Linked DNA regions of Arachis hypogaea: region 2 is linked to region 1. Evidence: chromatin contacts called from public Hi-C data. All regions are on one chromosome and are shown on one strand. Each heading gives the region's core, a stretch centred on a gene start, on an enhancer-like site or on the middle of the called end of the contact. The rest is flanking DNA. Distances are from core to core; before and after follow the strand shown.

Region 1 (7,808 bases), core at 3,181-5,680:
TTTAGAAGTGATATTTGTTTCATCCAAATGTTCGTGATATGACGAATTTTTAATTTAATTTTACGTATTTTAATTTTGTTTATTTAGTTACTAATTTGAATTTTATGTCAGAGGATTTAGAGTTTTCTTTATTTAACCTAAAGTTGAGTGAGTTTCTTTGATTTAATTTCTAAACTAGTAAACAAATTAGATTGAGGTATTTCTTTCTTGTTACATCAACCAAAGGATCATCATCAAAAGAAGCTATCTCCTGTATAAAATCTTCTTCAGAAAAGTCTTCCACCACCACATTGTCTTCGAGAATGCAAGGCTGATCTACATGATGCTCAAAGTATAAGAAGAATTGTTTCAGGTTGTGTCTAAGTGTAAAGTCACATATTTCATTTATTTCCTTGTCACCAGTGAGCACATGCAACCCATTTTCAAACACCAGCACAGTTGGATCATGCCAGAACATGGTCTTATACTCCAGATATCTTAGTCCTCTAAACAACTCCTCCAAATCCTTCTTATTGACGACGTCCACATCTATTAAAGAAAATTTCTCTACTTTGCCATCTTTATAGCGTAACTCACCCTTTGTAGTTCTTTCGAACCTTTCACCATGATTGAACACAAAAATAACAAAAATAGGCATTTACATAAATAACACAATATTTCATTTAAATTGTTTATCAAACTTTCAACATAGAAAAACAATAGACATAAAACATCACCTAGTAAAATAAACAGAACATACTAATCAAGATTATATCTTGTATTCTAGCTCGTACAGATAACAATACACGAAACTCTAGCTCACCATAGAATTCCACGAAGACATCAAAATCGCATAGTTAGCTTAGTTTCGAACAAAAATCACTCATCAAATGAGTTCATCATAATACAACAAAAAGCAAAACAAGGATAGGGAGAGTATGAGTGCGAGAAAGTAACAACTAACTTTGTTTGTCCTTTTCAACTTTATCAACGTATCATCTCCAGAAACACCACATGCAACGATGTCACTATAATTTGGAAGGAAACAAAGGAGGAAGACAAAGTTTTAAGACTTTTTTATGAATGTGTGAGTAAACGAAGAATATTAATGGAAAGCCAAAGAGTTCAATGTCTCTTATACTTCTCTCACTCTCCATCTCCGATGACGTTAGGTATTTGGGGAGGGACAATTAGTCTTTATAATAATTTTTTCTTGTGATGTGGCGCTGACACATTTGCCACATCACCACAAACTGATACATTATATGGGCAACACTCTGCTAATTGGTTTTGGGAGGCGGCTTGTCCAATTCTTCTTCAGGATGAGGACCGTTTAGGGGTTTAGAAATGATTGAAAGCGACATGTCTCACAGATAAATAGTTAAAGATGGAAAAGATATTTACTTAGATATATAATCAAACGTATTCATCTGGTAATATAAATGAGAATTTTGCATGTGGTGAAAAAAAAAGTACCATAAGAATGATAAAAATTAAGGTTTAATTGATTTATATACTTTCATTATTTTTATTTTTGTATTTTCTATTTTAAAATTGTATAAAAAAAATACGAAAATAAAAAAAGAACAAGCTGACTCTGGTTGTTGTGTGAAGGGATCGGAAACATTATCTAGGTGGTTAGGCCCAAAATATAAGATTTGATGCATTTTATAGAACACAAGAACAAGATTGATGATATAAGTTTGATTTTGACTAGGAAATTTTACTATTGCGTTTTAGAGTCATTATCAAGAATGGAAGAGAGCGTTTTAAGTTTTTGTCAACTTGTCGGTACGTTAGTCTTTGCCTTTCTTGGCATGTAATTTCGCGACAAGAGCTTTTACAACATAATATGCTGTAAAAAGCTGAGGAATCTCACGTGGGCACTTTCAACTCTCTCCTCCCCCTAACATAATAAATTCAACTCGTTTAACCATTTTTAATTATTTCATTTCAATTTCCACCACTTCTTCGTTCCAACAAAATTGAAAATCAACTTCCACTAAGCTGCAATGCTGCCATTAGCTATTGATATGCGTGCTTTATTATATTAATTAATGACAAATTATATATGGGTCAAACAAAGTAGATTATATAATGACAAATTAGAATTCATGAAAAGGTAAAAGGTAAACGCCGGTTAATTGGAATTAACGTTATTAATTTGTCGTGCTTAGCTTGTTTAACTTTTGAAGCCATGTCACAATAAATTATTTGATGAATATATGTATATGAGCAATAAAAAAAAAAAAGAAAGAGCTATTTTCCGTAGGGGGAAGGGATTCTTTGTCGTTATTCATGAGGGGTTCGCTTGCATGTGATAATAACTGAGGCAACTTCACTATTTAAGACTGCTAACTAAAAGTACAACTCGATTTTCACTCCTATGAATTTCAAAATTCAAAGCATAAACTATTTGATTCCATCATGTAGATAGATAGGTGCGTGGAAGAACATACATATACAACTTCGAAGAAACTAAGATGGGAAAAAAAGGAATAGTTTGGATATATTCCCGGTCCGGGGAGAAGCCCGAGAGAGTTCAAGAATCATTGTCTTAATTACTTTTTAGCATTGATATATGTATCTTTTTAGATGGGGTTCAATTTTAATTTCATTATTTGAATATAATAATAACCATCACTATCTCTTCTCTTAGCTTCCCGTACTAGTAAAAGGATAGATAAATTAGCCTATTACTTGATGATCAATCGGTAATATCATTGAGAGAAAGTCGCATGAGTTAACATTACATAATCAATATTACAATCAATACTTAACATAAAAAAAATATATGAAATTTTTAAAAATAAAATATTCAAAATTCAAAATTTAATTAAAAATATTTAAAATTTAAACTTAATAAAAATTCATCTTTATTGAATTTCGTATTAGATTTATTTGCAACTTATTATACTGTTAGCTAAAATTAACTATTATAGTGTTAATTTTCCAGTATTATTTTTTTTATTTCTTAGTTTAATATGTTTAAAATTTTTAGAATAGATTAAGTAATATAATATTATTATATTACATGCATGTATGTCACATAAAGTCCAGGCTAAGTGTCAATTTAATGTTGCTTTTGTGGTCAATGGCAAGTTCTAAAACAAGAAAGAATAGGGTGTTCATAAATGCAAAGAAAAGGAAATTGGGAATGGTATAATTGTATTTGTATTTGTATTTGTATGTGTGTGTGGAGATTGGTGATGGATGACATGATCAGAATAGAGGAAAAGAAAAGAAAGCACTCAATTATAAGAGTGTGTATGTCAGCCTCAACTCTCCAATTGAATGAACAAAATAAAACCTCACCACTTATGAAATGAGTTTCTAGCAAGCTACATATCCAATAGTAGTAGAGTTGTTGAAATAGACCTCCCAATATATACAGCATAATATAGTGACTGCTTGTTCTCTCTGAAACTTTACAAGGATTTAGATCCCATTTCCATGTGCCACTTGGTGGTCCTAATTCTAAAGAAGATAATCTTATATAGATTTTTTTTTCTTTTGTGTTACTCCAAAAAACTCCATTCTCAATTGTATATGTTGTCTTTTTCTCTCCCCTTAAATGTGTTTCAATGATTCCGATCCTAATGGTAGCAAAGGATGTTATTTGTTTTGTTTGATTTCATTTCAAGTTCAATTGAGAAAGCGGAATTCATAATATGTGCACATCACATGCAAGTAGTAGAGAGACATGCATGCCTGCTATTATTATATTAATGTGTTTGATTATAATTATATATATATAAAAAATAAACATGCCTAGCTATAAGCATGAACCCAAATTTAGATAATTAATCCTCCTAAATGAGTAGCCCCATATAGCTAGCAGCTTCTTGCTTGGCCCAACACACACACACAAATAATTTGTAAGCATTAGAAATAATAATGAATGATGATTATTATTTATGATACGTGTGTTAATGATAGCTATGTTAGATTATTAGGTTGAAGGGAGGGAGGGGTGGTTAATTTGTGTGTAATTGAAAGAAGAATGAAGAAAAAAGAAGGGTTGGAAATGCAAAATGCAAAGGGGAATTGAGGAATCCCAAAGTTGAAGGGGAAAAGGGGAAAGGGGCCTAAGGCAAAGGGCAAAGGGCAAAGGCAAAACGAAATGATTACTTGAATGGGAAGGGACCCACCTTGATAATTTTTCCTTTACAGGTCTTTCAATTTTTTGACTTGGGATCGGGTCCCACATCGGCCACCATTGTCTTTATGGATTGAATCGTAAAAAGAGCACCTCACGTGGATCTCTGAACCCATACACTTACACAACAATTCATTTAACTCTATTTTTCCAATTCAAGTTTAGCTGTAGCTTATCATTATCAATATTCAATAAACCAAACCATCAAAAAGAAAAAATTCTACATAATATCCATACATATGTTTATGTTTCTTTGTTTATTTAATTAATTAAAATTTAAAAAGCTCTCTCAAACACAGCACATACATACATACATACAGTACAACACATGAAGGAAAGAAAGCAAATTGGAAAAATAAAAAATATCATGCTTTTTAAAGCTCACCAATATAATTCCCACTCATTATCTTTGTTGCTTAAAGCTCTTCCCCTCCCACCTCTCCTCTCTCTCTCTCTCTCTCTCACTCATCAATTTCAAAGCAAATAAAATTCCTTGCCCTATATACAAAGAAACCAAACCAAACCAAACATAAACTATACACAGTTTACACAATCCTCTCTTCACAAAGACCCACCACATATATAGATTATTAACTACAAAACTCACTCATTTCACTCTCTTTCAAAAAAAGAAAAAAGAAAAAAAACTTCAGCAACATCAACACACACAATAAACTCAACACACTTATAAACTCAACTGACCCAAGCTTTTATTATTATTTTTTTTCATTTTATTTTCTTTTTTGGACTCTTCATGCGATCATGGAGGGAGGTGATGACTTCCACCACCATCACCATCATCACCAACACCACCACCACCGACAGAACTTCCCCTTCCAACTTCTAGAGAAGAAAGAAGATCAAGAAGCAGCGTCATGCTCAACTTCCTCCCCTTACCCTTCCCTAGCTATCTCATCTGCAGAACCATCCACTTCGAATTCAAACCGATCGAATCCAAACAGCAACACTGCAAACAACAACAATAACAACAGCAACAACAACCAATTAGCCTTACAACAAGAACAGCAAATACAGCCTTCTTTATCCTCTGAACCTTCTGGAAAGAAGCCTCCTCCTAAGCGGACATCCACCAAGGACCGCCATACAAAAGTTGACGGCCGTGGCCGCCGCATCCGAATGCCAGCTCTCTGTGCAGCCAGGGTGTTCCAGCTGACACGAGAGCTCGGCCACAAGTCCGATGGCGAGACCATCGAGTGGCTCCTCCAGCAGGCGGAGCCAGCCGTGATCGCCGCCACCGGAACCGGAACAATCCCCGCAAACTTCACGTCCCTCAACATCTCCCTCCGCAGCAGCGGTTCCTCCATGTCCGTACCATCCCAGCTCCGATCCTCATACTTCAGCCCTAACTTCCCCCTCCAAAACCGCCGAACCTTGTTCCCCGGAATAACCCTCTCGTCCGACACCACCACCGCCAGTAACAACAACAACAACAGCAACAACAACACCACCACTCTCCTTAACTTCCAACAGCAACAGCAAACCCTAACCGCAAATATTTTCAAGCAAGAACTGAGAGAGAGCCATGGCGCTCCCTCTTCTTCTTCCACGTTGGATTTATCTGAAACAAGCGCGGAAGAAGGTTCGCTAGGGAGAAAGAGAAGGCCGCCATCGGAACACGACCTATCTTCTTCAGCACAGCACCAAATGGGAAGCTACCTGCTGCAATCAAGCGCAGGCGCGATTCAGGCGAGCCACGCAGCTCAGATTCCGGCCAACATATGGATGGTGGCGAATTCCCAAAATGCCCCTCAGGTTATGAGCGGTGACCCTATATGGACGTTTCCAACGCAGGTTAGTAACAGTGGGTTGTACCGTGGAACCGTTTCCAGTGGTTTGCACTTTATGAACTTCCCTACTCCTATGGCTTTGTTGCCGAGTCAGCAATTAGGTTCTTCCGGTGGCGGAGGCAGTGTCAACGAAAGCCATTTGAATATGATCGCCGGTCTCGGCAGTTACCGTCCGGTCATCGGAGTTTCAGAATCGTCTCAGGCCAGTGGCTCTCATCAACATCATCGAGATGGAACCGATGATCGACACGATAGTACCAGCCACCACTCTTGATTATACTGATCATCATCATCGAATAATAATTCAAAGGATCTTGAAGCTGTGAATTCCATTCATCTTCGTCGTCATCGTGTACAACTTTGAATGATCCATTTGATGTGTTTTTTTTAACACACGTGAGAGAGGTTTGCTATTTGATCTTTCAATTTCTTTCTTCCCAAAATTGAGTTTTATTTATTTAATTTTCCACAAGTTAAATTTTTTTTCTGGTGTGGTTAAAATATGATCCCAAGAGATGATGAATGAGGGTTTTTAGGGTTTGAGAGATGATGATACTATTTAACATTTGGGTATTTGGCTGAATGTTTTTAATTTTAATTTTTTTCCCCTCTTATTTCAATTTTTTTTTTACTTGTGGTTAAAAAAAATTATTGTCTCCTTTCCTTTGAGTTATTCATTCCACTACACGATATCTTATCATCATTGTTTGTGCAATTCTCTTTTCTTCTTTTTCTATTTTATCTTTCTTGTCATAGAGCCTTTTATAATTGCTTTTGTAATTTTATGCTTTTTATGTTTGAAGATGATGAGAGGAAAACGACTCATTTAATTAGCTTAGCTTGCATTCCCATTCCACCATACCCCTCGCCATTGCTAAGTTTCCTACCTAACAACATTTTAATTTTCTTCTTAAATAATTATATAATACACTGCTGCTAATTAATTACCCTTCTGCCTAATTTTAAACACAACAATAATATTGCTATTGCAAATGCACATTTGTTTTTAAAATATTAGAAAACATACCCACTTAGAGTATATACTAATCTAGAAGTAATTAAGTATGTATGTATTATTTTACTTAGAACTGAATTTCACTATGAAAGATTCAAGTAGTTTTGTTTGGTCGTGCATTCTTTCTTTTTGGGCCACAAAGCCTGGTGGAGTGGGTAAAAGGGATAAAACAGTGTTACCGCGAGAGGAGTAAAAAAATGTAGATGTAGATGTAGATGTAGAAGTAGCAGTATTAAAAATTAGAATGCTTTTTGATCATTGGTGATTCTAAATCTCTGCCATGAATCTCGAGGTTTACTGCATCAATGATTAAGATTTTAGAGAAAAGAGGGGGAGAGGGAGGGGTTAATAGGACGGTGGGGTCATGAGCCTTATCGGTTCCAGGTGTTGCCTCAGGTAGTGGGGTCATTATGCTTCTTATTGCCTAAACCAATCTACAATGTCACTGACAAACAGGTGGATCATTCCCCTCCAATCTTTTCTTTCTCTTTTTCTCTCTTTTTAATTCAATTTAATCATTTCCTTAATTTCTATTATGTATAACTTGGATTAAGTTAATTAGTTTTTTATGAGAGAGAGTCTTAAATTGACCCTACTACTGGGGGAATCATGGCCCACATAATTTTCCATCAATCAGGACCGTTCATTCGATGGGCCCTCTTTGAATGTCCGCATTGAATGATTGGCTCTGTCACAAAAATGTGGAATCTGAGAGTTTCAATTCCATGGCCCTTTCAATTCAATTCCCCTCTATTTGTTTTAAAAATTACTGTTTCTCTATCTTCCTTCAAATTGTTTTCAACATTTTCATGCTACTTTGCCCAATCAGTACTATGCATATGCACAA
Region 2 (7,808 bases), core at 1,472-3,971, 140 kb before region 1:
CTGCTCTAACATTCTTTTCTCTATATACATGTAGAATAATAAATGAGCTGAACTTTGAGATGAGATCCTTTGCTATGAGCCAGTATCGCTCTAGCAAGGGATCTTTTACCTGAAATTCTCCTCGGATTTGTTGCACCACTAAGAGGGAATCACAGTGTGCTGTCAGGCTTTTTGCTTGGAAATTTAGGGCGAGCTTAAGTCCCGCTATGAGGGCCTCATATTCGGCCTGATTGTTGCTTTCCGGGAAGTGGAACTGGAGGGATTGCTCGGCCACCACTTTGTCCCCTTCTTTAAGGATTATCCCAGCTCCGCTTCCTCCTCGGCTGGACGCCCCGTCGACGTGTAATTCCCAAAATTTATTGTGCTCGTCCTGGGTTAGTTCTGAGACGAAGTCTGCAAGGATCTGTGCTTTTAATGCCGATCTTGGTTGAAATTGGATATCGAATTCCGAGAGCTCGATGGACCACTTGATCAGACGTCCGGCCAGTTCTGGTTTTGTTAGTATTTGTCTTAGTGGTTGGTTTGTCCTTACTATTATTGTGTGACTTTGGAAATAATGCCTTAGTCTTCTTGCCGTTATCACGAGTGCTAAAGCTAGCTGTTCTATCCTCAGATATTTTTGTTCCGTTGATTGCATGACTCTACTGACGAAGTACACCGGTTGTTGTGTTTTTCCTGTCTCAATGACCAGAGCTGATCTTATAGAATAATTAGAAACAGATATGTATAAGTATAAAGGTTTACCGACTTCCGGTCTTTGCAGCACGGGTGGTGATGATAGAATGGTTTTGAGTTCGGTGAACGCTTTCTCGCATTCTTTTGTCCATGGAAACCTTTTATTCTTTGATATTGTTTGGAAGAAATGATATGATCGGCTTGATGCTGTTGGCAAGAACCGAGATAGTGCCGCTACCTTTCCTGCTAGTTGTTGTACTTCTTTTATTGTTTTAAGGCTCGCCATGTTAAGTATTGCCTCACATTTCTCAGGGTTTGCTTCAATTCCTCGTGAGGTCAACATGAATCCAAGGAATTTGCCTCCTTGTACCCCGAAGGCACATTTCTCGGGGTTGAGTCTCATGTTGTTTGCTCGGATTTGTTCGAATACCTCCTTGAGGTCATCGCAGTGTGATTTTTCCCGTGTAGTTTTGGCGACCATATCGTCCACATAGATTCCATGTTCCGACCTATTTGATGGCGGAAAACTTTGTCCATCAGTCGTTGGTAGGTTGCGCCTGCATTCTTTAGGCCAAATGGCATTACTCTATAACAAAAATTTCCATGCTCGGTTATAAATGCTGTTTTGCTTTGGTCTTCTGGATGCATAAGGATCTGGTTGTAGCCAGAGTATGCATCCATGAAGCTCAAGCTTTTGAAACATGATGCATTATCTACGAGTTTATCAATGCAAGGTAAAGGATAAGCATCTTTAGGGCATGCCTTATTTAAATCTGTAAAGTCGACGCACATGCGCCATTTACCTGAGTTTTTTCTTACCATTACCACGTTCAAGAGCCATGTGGTGAATCTAATTTCTCTGATGAAATTAGCTTTAAGAAGTTTTCCAGTTTCTTCTAGGGTTGCCTTTGACTTTTCGGCTCCAAGATTCCTTTTCTTTTGAGCTATGGGTCGGCTGGTTCTGTCCGTGGCGAGCTTGTGGCAGATGATGTTTGGGTCTATACCTGGCATGTCTACTGGGGTCCAGGCAAATAAGTCAGCATTGTCTTGTAGTACTTTTATGAGCTCCGATCTTTCTTTTCCTTGTAGTGCCTGACTGATGTATGTGACATGCTCCGGTTTCGACGTCAGCGGGACCTTCATGAGCTCGTCCGCTGGCTGAGGTCTTTCTTGGGTGTCTTCTCTGGGGTCAAGCTCTGCTAGGGACAATACCTCGTTTGTGCTATGAATTGCTTTGACCTCTTGTTGGAACTCATGTCTTGCGATCGACCTTTTCAGGCTTGCGTTATAGCACTGCCGAGCTTGTTGGCGATTTGAGTGGAGTGTAGCTATTCTACCGTCCTGTGCCTGAAATTTAACACATAGATAAAAAGTGGATACTACTGCCCTGAACATGTTCAGAGCAGGTCTTCCGAGAATGATATTGTAAGGGCTTGGGCAGTCAACTACCAGATATTGCATATCAATGGTTCGTGACAATGAGCCCTCTCCCATCATTGTCTTTAACCATATGTATCCTTTAATTGGGACCCTTTCTCCAGAGAATCCTACCAGTTCTCCAGATGAAGGTTGCATGAGTTTTTCTGATAATTTCATTTTTAGGAAAGTAGAGTAAAAAAGAACATCTGCACTGCTACCTGAGTCCAAAATGACTTTTCTTACCAGTAATTCGCCTGTTTGGATGGAAATTACCACTGGGTCATCCAGGTTTGGTGCCGCCGAGCATATATCTTCCTGGCTAAAAGTGATATTGAGGTCGGGCGCACTTTTGGTGTTTTGTGGTGTTGTACCTTCGAATGCCAACATTGCGTGGTAGCTTCGTTTTCGCGCCGACGTTGTCTCGCCTCCCCTGGCGAATCTTCCGGATATGCAGTTTATGATGCTTTTGGGTGGAGCGTTGTTCGACCATTTGTTGTCCTCCTTATGCCCCGGAGCTTGATGACGCTCTTCTCGGTCCTTGTTACCCTCTTTGTGCTTTCTCCCTTTGATGTATTTGTCGAGGAGGCCTTGCCAAGCTAGTCTTTCTAGTAGATCTTTAGCTATCATGCACTCATCAGTTGTATGTCCATACTTCTGATGGAAAGTGCAGTGTTTGCTTTTGTCGATGAAGCGCTGATCTTGGTAGTTTCCTGCCCTTGCTGGAGGTTTTATGATCTTAGCACTGAGGATTTCTTTAATTATCTTTTCCTCTTTGTGTTGAATTCGGTGTAATTGTCAAATTTTAGGGTCAGTCTGAAGGGCTTTCTGGAGTCTTTGATATTTGCCGACCTTGTGGCTCTGTCATCCTCTCTGTTTAGTTGTTTTCTCTCTGTTCTTTCGGCTTCACGGAGCTCTTCAATCTTCATCTGTCCTGCTGCCCTTTCTCGAAATTCTTCGAGTGTCTTTGGCTTAGTTACCACGATTGTTTCTCTGAATTTTCCAGGTCTGAGTCCGGCTTTCAGGGCATGCAGGTGGACAGCGGGATCCAGGTCGGGTATCTCCATTGTTGCTTCTGCAAATCTGGTCAGGTAGTCTTTCAAGCTTTCCTGGGGACCTTGGCGGATGGTGCCGAGGTAGTCCGATCCGTGTACATATATCCGTGCTGCAGCGAAGTAGTCTATGAAAGATTTTGCCAATTCCTCAAAGGAAGAGATTGATCCTGCAGGTAATTTTAAAAACCAAAGTAGAGCAGCGCCGTCAAGGTAAGTAGGGAAAGCTCTGCAAAGAACAGGTTCGTTATTAGGGCCATTAAAGAACATCATAGATTGAAATTTCTTAATATGAGCCCGGGGGTCACCAATCCCCCTATACGGCTTGAGTGAGGAAGGTAGTGTGAAATGTTTTGGCATCTGGTAATTGGTGATCTCTTCGGAGAATGGGTTGTCCAATGTCAGTTTCTCCTTTGGTGGGTCGACACTTAGTAGGTCTGCGTTGCCTTTTCCTTTGCTTCCATTCTCTTCACATTTACTAGCGTTCACTACTAGAAAACTAATTATTACAGACGGATATTTCCGACAGATTTTATCCCACTGAAATACAGACGAAATTTCAGAGGGATTTTCTTGTCAGAAAACAAAAAAAAATAAATTAGCATAAATTACAGACGGAAAAGAAAATCCGTCTATAATTCTGTCGGAAAATTAATTTTTTTTCGTGGAATGATTACAGACGAATTTACAGACGGATTTTCCGTCTGTAATTAAATAGACAAAATGCACGTTTTATTAAATTATTACAGACAGAAAATCCGTCTGTAATTTAAATTAAATCCGTCGAAAATATTGAAAACCCTAATTTTATCACCTCCCATTCACACTCCATTCACACTCTATTTGAACTCTTTGCCCACATCCTTCGAACTCTTTGCCCTGCAGCCCGCCGCCCACAGCCACCGCAGACTCTGCCGCCACTGCAGCCACGCAGCCCCCGCATCAGCCCTCGCAGCTCCCCGCAACCCCCACAACCTCGCAGCCCCGCAGCGGCGCAGCCACCGCAGCCCCTACACAGACACAGCCTCCACCGCCACCGTAGAAGATCTGTCGCCGTCGTAGGAAGCTGTGTTACCGTGATTGGAAGCTCCCTCGCCGTCGTTTGGAAGCTCGTTGGCCGTCTTCTCTGTTCGAGCGCTCTCCTTCTCTCTCTGTGTCGCCGTTGTGTTTCTGCCACTGCCCTTCTTCCTCGCCACCGGTGAGTAAATGCTATTTTTCTCTAGTGTTGTGAACAGCTCCTTTTTCTCCACTGTTGGATTTGGAGTATATGTATGCTTATTACTGAGTGAATCACATTGAAAGTGTAATGCACAGTTAGTGCTTGACAAAATGCCTAGCTGGGTTTTGCTGTTCATTTTGATCATGCTTAGGTGTGTTTATGTGTGCTTATATGGTTTCATGGTTTATGTGTCTTTCAAAGCAATTATTAATTGGGAGTCGTAAAAAATTCCTCTGATTCTTCCAATGATTCTGTTAAAAACATAAAATCATTTTTCAGGTATCTGCTTTGAATGAGGCAAGACCAGGAAGTGTTAAGTCAGTTTTTAAAGCTTGGGAGGAGCGTCTGAATTCTTCTGGGGTAATACATTCAACAATCCACTTTAGCTCCTTTTTTATTTTCACGTTGAATGAAATGAACATCTCGCTTCCAAGAAAAGTGCTTTGCTCTCTTGTGCAATCTGAGTGGTGTTATTAGGTCAGAGTGGTAGTAATAAATATATCACTAACTGAGTAACTGAAACTCTAACAGAATGATGATGGTTCTAACAGAATTCCTAGGAAAATTAGTGAAGGAGAGAGGTCTGGTAAGGAAAACTAATGGTGATTGAAATGCAAGTCTAGATCAAAGTGTTTATTTTTATTGTGCATAATTGAATTTGTTGTGAGCATAACTGTATAATTATATTGTCACTGTAAATGATTAACACTACTAAAGAACATTAAATGTTGAGCTTGATTTGCTTGATTTGAATTTGAATCTTTTTTCTTTTACTTTTTTCAATGATTGTTTGATTTGGTTATCATCATATGTTTTTAATGCTTTGGCTTGGAGAACAACTTATTTCTCCTGCTGATGCAAGTTCAAACGAGTGTACCAACAGCTCAATTATCAACATATGATGTAAAATGAAATGCCTTAATAGAATTATTATTTGGACAGGGCTGGTGCAACAAGAAGACTACCTCGATTGATCAGTAAGGCAATAGCAAAGGATCTTATATTGATCGGTCGAAGGGTTTACGGCAGAGAAGTTGAGGCTCTAGGTACGCTGATTAGTTCCCACCATATTTATCATTGTTTAATAAACTCTAACTAATTTGGAGGTATAAGAATATCTTTGAACACATAACACATTGTGTATCGTTCCATTTACTGCAGGGCTTGCCAACTACTGTGTTCTTGCTGGTGAAGCTTACACAAAGGCACTTGAGCTTGCCAGGAATATCAATGAGAAGGTAACATCACTGAAAAATATCTTTCATGTTTGTTGAGAATCATGCACTGAACTGGGCAGCATCAATTAAAATTCAAGAGAAAGTGTTTTTTTCCCCGAATTATGGTTGTTTTTTCACTTTCTTTATTTTGAAGATATTAAAACATGGGGGGTCTTAAGTAAAACTAGTTACCAACCATGGGCATTGAGTATGCTTTTTCTGTCCTAAGAGACTCTGAAGTGAAAATTGGAAGCAGTGACAGAAGCATTGTTACTTAGGTTTTGCTTTAATACAGGTTATAATTCATTTGGCATTTTCTTTCCCCTATGGATTTCTAGATGATCCCTATTTTTAGTTGTGTTATAATTGCCAATTATTTACTTGGTCCTGTATATTGGCAAGTTTAGTTAGTTTAAATTCGAGTACTAATCATAAAGAAACTTACTTGGTCCTGTATATTGGCAAGCTTTGTTATTAATAAATGCTGAGGTTCAAATGTTCAATTATCAAAAGAGATAAAAGTCTAGACTCTGAGCTGCTTATCTGTTGAGCCACTGTGTAAACAACATAGCTACTCCCTTCGTTGCAGACTTTAAAGAATGCATTATCGCCTTACAAATTGGGAGGAGCAGCAGGTGGAAGTGATTTTGATCCAAAAGGAAAAAGTGATAATGAGGTGACTTTCCTACTTATTCCCCCGCCCCTTCCTTTTTTTTTTCACCTGCTTGTATAATTTCTTAGTGTAACTTAAATAAGTTGGCAGATCATGCGATTTTGTCAAAGTTTCATGAGTGAGATGTATCGGTACTTGGGTCCTGACAAGGTAATTGAAAATATATAAGATCCTTTATACTATTTAATTTTGAAGCCTCTTCTGCATCTTATTTTTGTTGTAATGGTTGCTTGCTAGGACCTTCCATCAGAGGAGATTGGCGTTGGTTATGCAGGGAAGTTTTACAGGACCAAGGATATTTTGGTCTGGAGCCAGTCTTCGAACTGAAGCTACTGGTTATGGCCTGGTAATATTTGCTTGACTATGTATAATATGTAACTAGCCTTACCTGTTTTTTCTTACATATAAAGATTGCTGTTGTCGGCTCATGTATCATTTGTGCTACCTTCTAACCGTTATTTCTAGCTATTAAGATTCTAGTGGTTCAAAGAATGAAGACTTTGAATTTAATACTCCCTTTATATTATAAACTAGAATGTTCCCATTTGCATGTATATCAATTTCATTTACTAATTGTTTGTCTGCTATTTCAACCAATTATATACTAGTAAATTTTTCGCTAATTAGATTCGTTTTACATGTTCATGATTCTTGCATTTGGGGATACTCTTCTTCTATTTTGGTTAGATGTGTTGTGAGTGGTTCTGGAAAGATTGCAATGCACGTTTTGGAGAAACTGATTGCTTATGGTGCCCTTCCTATCACAGTCTCAGGTAATTTTGATTTGCTATGAGTTACAAATATAGGAATCCTACAGCATGATGTTATTGTGCATTTTTCATGTCAGATTTTATCTTTCATATTCATCATGAGATTAAGATTAGAAGTACTCGTATCAAAATTGTTGGGATTGAGTTCCCTTATGTTACCTGATCTTTTGATGCCATATGCAATGTTCTTAAAAATCATTTTCAGATTCAAGGGGATATTTGGTTGATGAAGAAGGATTTGACTACATGAAAATAGCATTATTGAGAGACATCAAAGCTCAACAAAGAAGTTTGAGGTTTGTCTCCTATCATTTATGTTGTATTTTCTTTAAAAAATAAATTTCCCCAGCATAGGCATATATATATTGTTCTTTACATATATTGTTCTTAATTTGTATGTCTTAGTTGTCATGTAACTTAATCGTTAACTTAGATATTGTTGTCGAGAAGAAGATCAAGATATACGTAAAAGCATAACTCTTGTCCCTTTTCTGAAATTTAGGAAGCTTCATATTCTTTCTTATTGTTTTTAATCTCTTTCTTATAGTTTGGTTTGAAGATTGAATCTCTCTCTTTGTTGTAGTGGCAGTAGTGAAGGAAATTCATTGGGAAGGTAAAGGGTAGCAGTGCACGAATGAGGTGAGCCCCTTCTCTCACTCTCTCACTCTCTGTGTGCCCCGCGTGCTCTCTGCTGCTTCAACTCCAAATCTGCATCCTTTCTAGTACTACTCCTCCATGCAAACTGACCATTACTCAACTGTTCTAGATTTTCTTCTGTAAAAACAA

What was found. Hi-C and Micro-C count contacts between places; a contact is called where the count stands out from the background.
Region 2: a contact with region 1 is called in a Hi-C map of leaf, with 3 times the contacts expected there. The contact joins the promoter of LOC140176187 here to the promoter of LOC112722480 in region 1. A contact is called at or near these places in 3 of 8 Hi-C or Micro-C datasets (leaf and an unstated tissue).

The regions. Positions count from the first base shown.
Region 1 is chr11:123,684,344-123,692,151 of arahy.Tifrunner.gnm2.J5K5, reverse strand. LOC112722480 (transcription factor TCP15) reads left to right here and starts at 4,430. Exons shown (of 1, transcript XM_025773521.3): 1 at 4,430-6,661. The coding sequence starts at 4,901. The coding sequence ends at 6,220.
Region 2 is chr11:123,818,513-123,826,320 of arahy.Tifrunner.gnm2.J5K5, reverse strand. It overlaps LOC140176187, which reads right to left and starts at 2,721. Exons shown (of 2, transcript XM_072206087.1): 1 at 1,495-2,721; 2 at 1-1,261. The coding sequence starts at 2,721. It overlaps LOC140176388 (a long non-coding RNA gene), which reads left to right and starts at 3,938. Exons shown (of 11, transcript XR_011867689.1): 1 at 3,938-4,341; 2 at 4,642-4,722; 3 at 5,305-5,408; 4 at 5,524-5,600; 5 at 6,169-6,255; 6 at 6,343-6,402; 7 at 6,490-6,598; 8 at 6,940-7,025; 9 at 7,228-7,318; 10 at 7,606-7,661.